Regions from separate parts of the Danio rerio genome. Here region 2 is linked to region 1. A link is a contact called in public HiCAR-type data. All regions are on one chromosome and are shown on one strand. The core of a region is the stretch at or near the end of the contact, and the rest is flanking DNA. Distances in the headings are between cores, read along the strand shown. Region 1 holds the start of hsf2 (heat shock transcription factor 2). Region 2 holds the start of gja1b (gap junction protein alpha 1b).

Region 1 (5,079 bases), core at 2,072-4,571:
ACGTGTTTTACCGCAACTGTGCTATATGCAATAGTGGCTTTCCTATCACCTGTCTAACTGTAATTCGCACTGATTTTTACCATCTACATAATCTCTCCTACCGAGAATCAAAGAATGTTCTAATTATGGCTATTAGGAAAGACCCTTTGATGCAATCGTTTGATGTGATATTACTGTCTGCTCTCATTAGTCGGCCCTGTCAAGTTCATTCTCCCTAACACTCACCTTAATGTTCGTCTCTTAGCATTGTTAGTCCACACTTACAGTTACTCTATGTCCAACATCAGCTCTCGTTAATTAAACACAGCCTTTTATTTCTCTCAGAAGGCAATTTGTTTTGCAGCTGGCTTAACAAATTAAATCAAGTGCTAAGCATTTAAAAAGCACAATAATCAGTTATTTATAACATCAGCTAAAACTGAAATTACTATCACATGTGTGTATGTGTGGGAGAGAGAGCTGGGCTTCGGAGGGGCAGAATTTGTAAGGTTTTTTTATTTGCAGCTGCTGCACGGGTAAAATCCTCTTCACAACAGACTCGAGTGCTCTGAGGAGGACAGAAGTTTAATTTCAACGGGTTTTCACCCCCATGGCTGAATAGAATTGTTGAAGGACTGCATCCTTTTACCATCTTACATGTAAAAATACATTTAATCCTGCTTAGTCTGATCACAGTTTTACAATGGATTTGTACTGCAATATATCTGAGTAATATCATCAGGAATCGAATAACTCCAAATAATCAAGCTATCATCTGTTTCTGAACTTTTCAGGTCAAAGCTGTTTCAGCGCTAGTATTGTTGTGTAATGTTGCCCTCTAGTGTTAGAAAATGGCACTTCCAAGACAAAAATAAAAGTACAAATTGCATCCTAAATCCTATTCATAGGGGCTTTCCTTTATACATATGTTGGTGGGAATTATCTTAATACGTAATTTAACTTAATACGTAACACGTCAAAACAAGTGTGCATGACAGGTCATAAAAAGTGAAAAGCAAAACATTTTGATGGCTCCCTTGTGACTGTCTGCAGTATTGATCAAAAACTCTGGTCTTTTGTTATAAATGAATGGGATGTGTTTTTTTATATATATATATATATATATATATATATATATATATATATATATATATATATATATATATATATATATATATATATAGTTCTTACTACAATGATTTATGTTCATGTATTACATTGATGCTTTAAAAACAAAGTATGGTGTCTAATCAGTCCCTCCTGACTGGCGAGTCCAATAGTTTTCAGAATTAAAGACACATTTCATAAGATCTTTGAGCAATTTATTCATATTGTAATATAAACTGCGGCAAAATAAAATATCGCAATGTCAGATTTTTATAGCATCAGTAACTTTTCTTTAGTGGTTCTTTGGGGTGATTAAGGCAATTTTTAAAGATATATAAACATATAATAAAGAAAACAATTAGATATAATTAAGTTTTCCAAGACGTACACATTCAGAAAGCTGACAATGATACAACCAGGTCTGGAGAGATATTAACTCTCAGAGAATCATGTAGGATATGGCTTGTTCCTGAGTTAATAACTGAGTTCCTGTAACTACACAGTGTGAGAACCCTATAATGTAATTGATTCTGAATATATTATTGCAATACATACACGTGTCATTTTAAAATACACAAGAGAATACTCACTTGCTCACTTTGCCCTGGTGCAAACTGTCTGAACTGCAACTTCAATGATGTGCGAACAGTATCTGCTGTCAAAACAGGGGAAAGGGAACACAATTGTAGTTTTATAGAGGTAAATGTGTAATATTCTGTTGTCAACTTATTTATTTTATAAACAATTTTGTTTAACACAGTCATTATCACAGATAAAGCAAGCTGTATGTGGCAAGTCATGTGATATCAATATATTTGCCCTTTTAGACATAGATATATACATACATACATATATATAGACAATTTTGAGAGATGTAAATAAAAACAATGGGCCCAACTTATTGTTATTGTTTTACATTTTTAATTTCTATTTATAGATTCTGAGAATCCAGAATGAGCCACATATTGATAAATAATGTTAAGATAGTTGTTTTAAAATTAAGTTATGATTGAATTGTCTCTTGTTACAGTTTAAAAAAAAGTTTGATAACAAGCAGGAAATGTTTAGAGGCCAATGACATCACCACATTGAAATGGTATATAGGCTAACAGTTACTGAACATTTCATTTACACCCTTATTGGTCTTGAAAATATATACTGTAGGCATATATATTTCCTTTAAGGAGCACTCTGTCACAATTACATGCCACTATATTACAAACAAAAGATTTATGAACAGTTATGAAGCACGCATCATGTAACATCGTCAAAAAAAGTAAAAACTATTATACTTCATCACAAGCAAAGTCTTATTGTGATTCCTAAAGTAAACAATACACTATACCTTCTCTGTGACAATTAAAACGGCTAATTAATATACAATAACTTACATTTTAGACAGACAATTAGCCAGTTAGCTTCCTTCTCAACAAACTAATTAAGTTCAAACTTTCAAAATAGTAAATGAGCGTTAGCAAGCGACTCACAGAATAAAATGCGCAATGGAGTATCGCGAACGAGTGGAACGGAGCGACGATGAATTTCTCCCAGCGTTCTTTACTGACTCGTTTTAAACTCCACTCCGGGTTTTCCATTTTCTTTTCCTTCAAACAATTACGGTGAACAGAAAACATCAAGGGCAGCTGTATGATTTGTTTAACGAATTTGGCTATAGTTCACCCCTTACAAAGTTCCTATTTGATATGTTTACACTGTATGTTGATTATTTTTGTTTCATTTTTTTTGTTTAATTGTATGCTTAGTGTTTAAATCATTGGGCTTTTCTCAGCCCGTCTGTGAAAGATACAGTGGAATTGAGTTTTTCCTAAATTGTTATGGCTTTTTTAATGCAACTATAAAGCTCAAATGCAGTTGTATCAACCTTTATTATATAATTCGTTTTCTGTGCATTTGTGATTTTATTGTTCACTTATCTGTTAGCAAAATGTGAGAAGTTAAATTACATTTAAAATAAATGATTCGGGTTTTTAATCTGTTACATTTCTTTATATTTATTTACAAGAGATTTATTTTTGTATTTGTGCAACACAGACATTTAAAACACGTCATGGTGTTGTTTTATTTCTCTTGGGGTAGAAGAGTAGCCAATCAGGTCCCTGTTTTCTCAATGGTGCGCATTCATTGGCTCACACCAACATGCGGATGACAATACACGTGAGGAACCTTACGTAAGTCAGCAACGCACCAATCACAGCTCTCGAATCGTGGAAGTTGTGTGTAGTTGCGTCGCTGTTTTCCCTGGTGCGTGTGTTTTGTCTACACGAGAAAAAAACTGAGTCATATTAACGTTATTTCTTTTCTGCAGCGTTTCATTTTCATACCAGCAAAATGAAACACAGCTCGAACGTCCCCGCATTTCTTACCAAGCTTTGGACCCTCGTCGAGGATTCGGATACGAATGAATTCATTTGCTGGAGTCAGGTAAAAAAACAACAATGTTAGCATTCTAGCTTAGCGTCAAAATCGTTTGCAATCCTTGTTCTAAGGCTATGTGATCAGCTGTAGATTGTGACGGATGTGTGTCAGATTATAAATGTCATACATTGTTTTGTATTTTTTCAGCATTGTATTTTTGTGTGTATTAAGATTAGGGATATATATATATATATATATATATATATATATATATATATATATATATATGTGTGTGTGTGTGTGTGTGTGTGTGTGTATATATGTGTGTATGTGTGTATATATATATATTTATTGCTTAAAGTGTTTTTTTAAGGCTTAACTAGGTTATTAAGTTAACTAGGCATGTTATGCTAGTTAGGCAAGTTATTGGATAATTCTTGTTTGTTCTGTAGCGAAAATAAATATTTGTTAAAGAGGCTTATTACATTGACCATTAAAATTTTCAAAACAAAAAAGACCTTCAGAATAAATTTTTTTAGTAAATGCTGTTTAATTTTCCTGGCAATTAAAAGCAAAAAATCATAGGGCTAATAAATCTGAGAGAGGTGGGTATATATTACTTAAAATTGTCTTTAAAGGATTAGCAGATAATGTTCAGGCATGTAGATATCTCCATTTTCCTCCCTTTAAATAGGTTTTCCTATAAATAATGTTTGCAAAGTATCAAAAACACAGCATAGCACGAATAACTTTGTACCAAGTATGGATCCCTGTGGAATACCTTTGAGGTAAAGTTGGTTTTATATTCGCACATTCTGACTTTCTCCTTAACAATATAATTTCAGAAAAATATTCTTTGCAAAGTTAAGTCATATTTATTTTCTGCAGGGTTTCATTTTCATTCCAGCAAAATGAAACACAGCTTAAACATCCCTGCATTTCATTTATTACCAAGCTTTGGACGCTCGTATTAAGACTAAATATTGTGTTGTAGGTCTTTAAATCATTTATTTTTTCATTGCAAAGGGATATAATCACAACAGCTGTTAGACAGTTTTACAGAAAATTCTCTAAATTAAATTCCCCAATCAACAAAAAGAAAACTGTAAACAGTAACATAATTCCTCATGACAGTAACAGGGCAACATATCCCTTTACATGATCTCCCATTTGTACAAAAACTTTTTACAGAAGTAAGGGGGAATGGACATAACATTTATAAATGGGCTTGAAACTATGTTGAAAAAATATTGACATTAAAATATGTGGCTAAGAAATAACTAAATTTAGATTTTTTTTATGCATTTTCTTGTGTGTTGCAAGCTAAACAATCCATTGCAAAAAATGTTTAGATAATTTATCTAATGTTTAGAACTTTAGATAATTGTTATTGTGGCCTAAAAAGTGTTTAGCTTTGTATAAGTCTAAAATTTCATTCCAAATGGTCTTAAATGGGTCTTAAATTTGACTTGATGAAACCTGCTGAAACCTTGAACTTTGGATCAAGTACTGACCCCTGTGGAATACCAAACAGTGCACTAAAATTAAACTCTGTGTCAAGGTTTTTTTGTGTGTGTGTGTGCTCTGCAGAATAAGAACAACATGGTCTTTTTTTAA
Region 2 (5,298 bases), core at 2,328-4,827, 230 kb before region 1:
AGTTTTCATCATTAATTCATGAAAAAGATTGGTTTAAACCAATCAGCGCATGCTAGGGGGACACAAATAAATAATTATACTTTACGTTGTAAAACATTTAACGATTCCATTTTCAACCTTGCCATAAAACAAAATTAAGTTTTTCACCAAAATAGTGAAATCCTTTTGTGTAGGCTAGTATTTCTTAACAGTTTATTTTGATTGTCCACTTGAGTATTAGACTGTTTGCTTAATATCTGTTGATATGCTCCTTCAACAGACATTTAACTGATTATAAGAAACTTTGCAAGTATGACAACTTACATTAATCCCAACCAAACAGTCTACATTTATGAGAACTAGTTGGCATGTAGATGCAATGTAACTTAAATTCAACAAACCGACCATCAAAATAAAGTGACAGATACTTGTATCATCCACAAATTAAATAAACTTAAAGAACTCTGATATCTTACACATATCATTATTGTAAATTATAAACAATATTGGACCAAAAACTGAACCTTGCGGTATGCCACATTTTACATTTAGGTGTGAAGATTTATGGTTGCCAATTTCAATAGTGTTGCCTATTTTTTAAATAACTGCTTATTCAATCCAAGACTACTCCTCTAGTTCCACACCTTTCTAATTTATTCAGCAATATATTATGAATTATTGTATTAAATGCCTTCTTTAAATCTACAAAAGGTCAACTACATTCTCCTGTTTTGGAATACTTGATTTACCAAAGTCACAAAAGTGGCAATTTCACATTTGTTTACAATTTCTACAAAGCACGTAAACTGTAAACTTGCATACTTTTTTGATCTCATTCATAACTCATGTCAGGCCAGGGGTGGTTCATTTTTACTCAAAAAGTGGACCATTTTGCAGTTGTAGGCCACATTTAGGCTACTATTTAATATTGAATAATGCATTTTAGCAACATTTTAAGCACTACTTTAGCTAAAATAGATTGTCGCCCTACTGAAAAAGACTGAAAGCTGAAATCAGCCTAGGCTAATTGGCTGGTTTTAACTTGTCGACCAGCCTGGTTTTAGAGAGGTTTTGGCAAAATGCCAAAACCAGCCATGTTCAGCTTAAACCAGGCTGGTCAAGCTGGTTTTAGCTGGATTTAGCAAGTCATTTTCCAGACCAGGCTGTAAATGGCTGGAAACCAGCCTGGAAATGGCCAAAACCCCTCTTAAACCAGGCTGGTCAACCAACTAAAAGCAGCCAACCAGCCAAGGCTGGTTTAAGCTGTTCTTTTTTTCAGCTTAACCAAAAAAAAAAAAAAAAAAGTACATGGATAACAACAATAGCCAAAATAGTATTCAAATTCATTTTAATATCGGTTGCTTTTTGTGCTTCACACCTTTTCATTGGTCATTTTTTGTTCCAAGATTTACAGTAGTATACAAGTTACTTGTAATATTTTTTCTCTCTTTAAAAACAATACAGTAGCAAAAGATGACCTCACTTCATCAGATTGCATGCTGTCTTGCACATCTGGATGTTGGACTCATGAAAAATTATTTTGTGCAACTGGCTAAAACTAATTAGCTAAAGTCACACTAGGGGCGAAGCAGTGGCGCAGTAGGTAGTGCTGTCGCCACACAGCAAGAAGGTCGCTGGGTCGAACCTCGGCTCAGTTGGCGTTTCTGTGTGGAGTTAGCATGTTCTCCTTGCGTTTGCGTGGGTTTCCTCTGGGTGCTCCGGTTTCCCCCACAGTCCAAAGACATGTGATATAGTTGAATTGGATAGGCTAAATTGTCCGTAGTGTATGAGTGTGTGTGTGGATGTTTCCCAGAGATGGGTTGCAGCTGGAAGGGCATCCGCTGCGTAAATATATGCTGGATAAGTTGGCGGTTCATTCCGCTGTGGTGACCCCAGCTTAATAAAGCCGACAAGAAAATGAATTAATGAATAAAGTCAAACTGAAGCGACAGCCGACAGAGGATTCCACTTGGTCTTCAAACCTTTTTCGATGGGTTATTTTCACTATTTATGATGCCATAGCAGTCATATGCATGGGACAAATTCTGGACTTTTGTCAATGAGGGGTGAGTCTTTTGAACTACCCGAACTACCTGGCTACGGGCTTGCATGTCTACTTTCCTAATTTAAAATATTAAGCATGTTAACAGATAGATATTTTTCTGATCCCATAACTCTGTGGTTCGTTGTTTTGCAAAATATTAACAAATGTTTCAATGTAATGTTAATATATAGGTTTTTTGTATTTATGTTTTAAGATTTTTTTTACTGCAAATGTTACATCCATAACGCTGGAATGGCTCCAGTGTGTTTAATCAATGTTGTCAACTGTAAGGCTCGCTAACTGAACACAAGATGGCGGTACAACTGCTTGAGTTGCACTCGCTAAACCGAACTCCTGTCTCTACAAGGCCAGTGATTTACTCATTTTTGTTTGTCTCAAAAGCATTTCAGTGGCATTTAATGAAATATGTGTGTTTAAATATGCTTTGTTCTAATAAAAATTTGACAACAAAGACAAACGTAAATGAAAATGAATACGTAACAACTTTTTCATAAAGAAGATGAGAAATATCAGGTGCTATAGTAAGACCGACAGAAAGAAACACACACACCACATAGCCTACTCAAATAATACCTGCGTGCATATACAGTTGTTAACATTTAAGGGGGATAAAAAAGTAAAAAAAAATTGTCCATAATTTTGTGTTGTTTGACAGTTTTAAGTAAAACTTCAATATATATATATATATATATATATATATATATATATATATATATATATATATATATATATATATATATATATATATATAGGCTAGTAATTGACTTTTCAAGTGGATCAACCCCTTTTATGAAAGTCTATGGATGAAATGGGGCATACGGTCTATGAATGCCTCACAAAGATCAGTAGGCTATAGGCTTACTTGCTAATTTCAGAAAATCATAATCTTGTCTTATACAATTCTAATACCACTCAACCTTTTCAGTTTTAAAGTCAGACTTGCCATTGTAGCCTATAGGTTACAACTTGTTTTCTTTCATTCAGTAATTTTCCTTTGGCTTAGTCCCTTTATTCATCAGGGCTCGCCAGAGCGGAATGAACTACAAACTTCCAGCATGTTTTACGCAGCGGATGCCCTTCCAGCTGTTACCCAGTACAGCGAAACATCCACACACTCATTCACGCATACAGGGCCAATTCAGTTTATTCAATTCACCTGTACCGAATGTCTTTGGATTGTGGAGGAAACCCAAACGAACACGGGGAGAACCTGCAAACTCCACGCAGAAATGTCACAGAATCGAACCAGCGACCTTCTTGCCGTGAGGCGACAGTGCAGCCACCAAATTGTTTTCCTATTTAGATTTATTATATGACATAACTAACAAAATTCTCGACAGTTTCATGACGTTTTCGAGAGAAGCGTTTGGTAAACCGGAGGATCAAGTGAGCGAGTTTAGGCTACAAGGAGGACCCAAAAAACTCTCGTGACGTCGCTAGTCATGTGACTTCGCCAAACTTTGTGCGTCTGCTTTCCACTTTCTTCCCTCTGACTCTCTTATAAGCAGGGAAAGTTTGACAAGTGTGCTTCAGTTTCTCCATAGTCGCGTACTTGGATTTGGTGACTGAACTTCAGAGGCGACGGAGTAAGTCCCTACAGGGCTCTCCACTCTTTACTTCTTTCCAGGTAAGTTTTTACACAGTCTTACAACTTTTCAAAACTTTTTTTCTTCTTGCTTCAAGACAATAATATACAGAGCTAAACGGTGGAAATATACTTTTTTAATAATTGCAAAGATTTATATGCCATTTTCATGGTAAATCGTAACTTTTACACAACGCTTCAATGAGTTTACACGTTCACAATTCTATTAATCGCCATGATATGATTCATATTTGCTATTTACTTTTTGTCAAAACGTAAATTATGCTATCATATTTTAGAATGAGCCTTTATTATTCACGTCTAATATTGCAGGAGACACAGTCGGTAGATTAATAAACTAATTTAAAAGGCATGAAGTTAATTAAAACAAAAATGGAATAACTTTTTGTTTTTGGGAGAAATTTATGAAGAAAAAACAGCCTCAATAGAAGTCACAAATTAAAAATACTGGAAACAATTAGAACAATAAATTTTTCTTATCGTATAAGATGTAATATAAATGTTTTTCTTCCTATTTTAAACAATTCTAATACAACTTTGTTTTTCGGAAAAAGGATATTTATGTGTCGTGAGGAGGCGCTGTTAAGACCTTCATTTCATGTAACTCTGCTTTATTATAGCAAACTTTAACCTGCAATTCTCAATCATTTCAACATTATTTTTGTAATCAATGTAATAACATTTTTTCCCTTTCAGTTTATGTTTGAATAAATGTAACAAACAATTTGGTGTCACATTAAGTGGCTTTAACTACTATGTGCTTACATATAAACTAATCCCTTGATACACCTATTGTGTACACTCATGTATTAACATAGTGTTGTGGCAATATTAAAATTCCATCACTTAGTAGGACACAAACATGTCCAATTATATTTGAAGATGATTTTATTCTCTTCCAAGAGGGTCAGACAGTCATGCAGAAACACAGGTTCACTGCAGAGTGTGACTAAGGGATGGCTTTCTCCCGCTTATATCAGTTCTTCAAGGTTACATTACAGACCTGCTGTACTTTTCCACGCAAGACAAAGAAATTAACAAAAATTCATCGTATATGTCATGCTAGGTTCCACAGATAGAAACACAAGGTTTATAAGCATCCACAATAGTACTTATATTTTTTCAATTAACTGCATGTAATTAATTATGTAATTTGTTTTTAGTTATTTAACACATTCCTTACATCTTAACCCATTCTTAAACCTACCTATATCACCAAACCTTTCCCTAACCTTACCCGTATTCCACCTCAATAGTGTTATGCAATACAATATGAACACAAAAGTACATTGTGCTTCAGCTAAAAGTTAAGTCCACCTAATATAAGGTTGGACCAACATTGTTTTATACTTTATTTTACAGCCTAACAACAAATCAAAGATTTAGTCAAATGTAGCACAGAAAAAACAACTGTAATTACTTCCCACTTATTGTCTAAACAAGAATAAAAAATATTTATCGCATTGTGCTTGTTTTCTTTCCCCACTTACAGATTTTAGCACTGTAATTATGCTAAATACATTCCACATACCCCATTCAAACTTTTTATTAGTGCCACGAGACCCACAAATTGTCCAGGATATTGAAGAGATGCTCTTCTTCATGCCTGCACCACATGAAACAGGCAGTTCTTTAGAACTTCTTAAAC

What was found. HiCAR-type assays count read pairs that join an accessible place to other places.
Region 2: a HiCAR-type map of caudal fin shows a contact between it and region 1, with 11 times the contacts expected there. The contact joins the promoter of gja1b here to the promoter of hsf2 in region 1. A contact is called at or near these places in 4 of 18 Hi-C or Micro-C datasets (caudal fin, fibroblasts, hematopoietic stem cells and 1 more) and 1 of 4 datasets of contacts at active chromatin or transcription factors (caudal fin).

Annotation. Positions count from the first base shown.
Region 1 is chr20:43,776,493-43,781,571 of GRCz12tu, reverse strand. hsf2 (heat shock transcription factor 2) reads left to right here and starts at 3,321. Exons shown (of 12, transcript NM_131867.1): 1 at 3,321-3,528. The coding sequence starts at 3,436.
Region 2 is chr20:44,010,349-44,015,646 of GRCz12tu, reverse strand. It overlaps gja1b (gap junction protein alpha 1b), which reads left to right and starts at 3,577. Exons shown (of 2, transcript NM_131038.1): 1 at 3,577-3,671. It overlaps gja13.2 (gap junction protein alpha 13.2), which reads left to right. Exons shown (of 2, transcript NM_001030210.2): 2 at 1-94.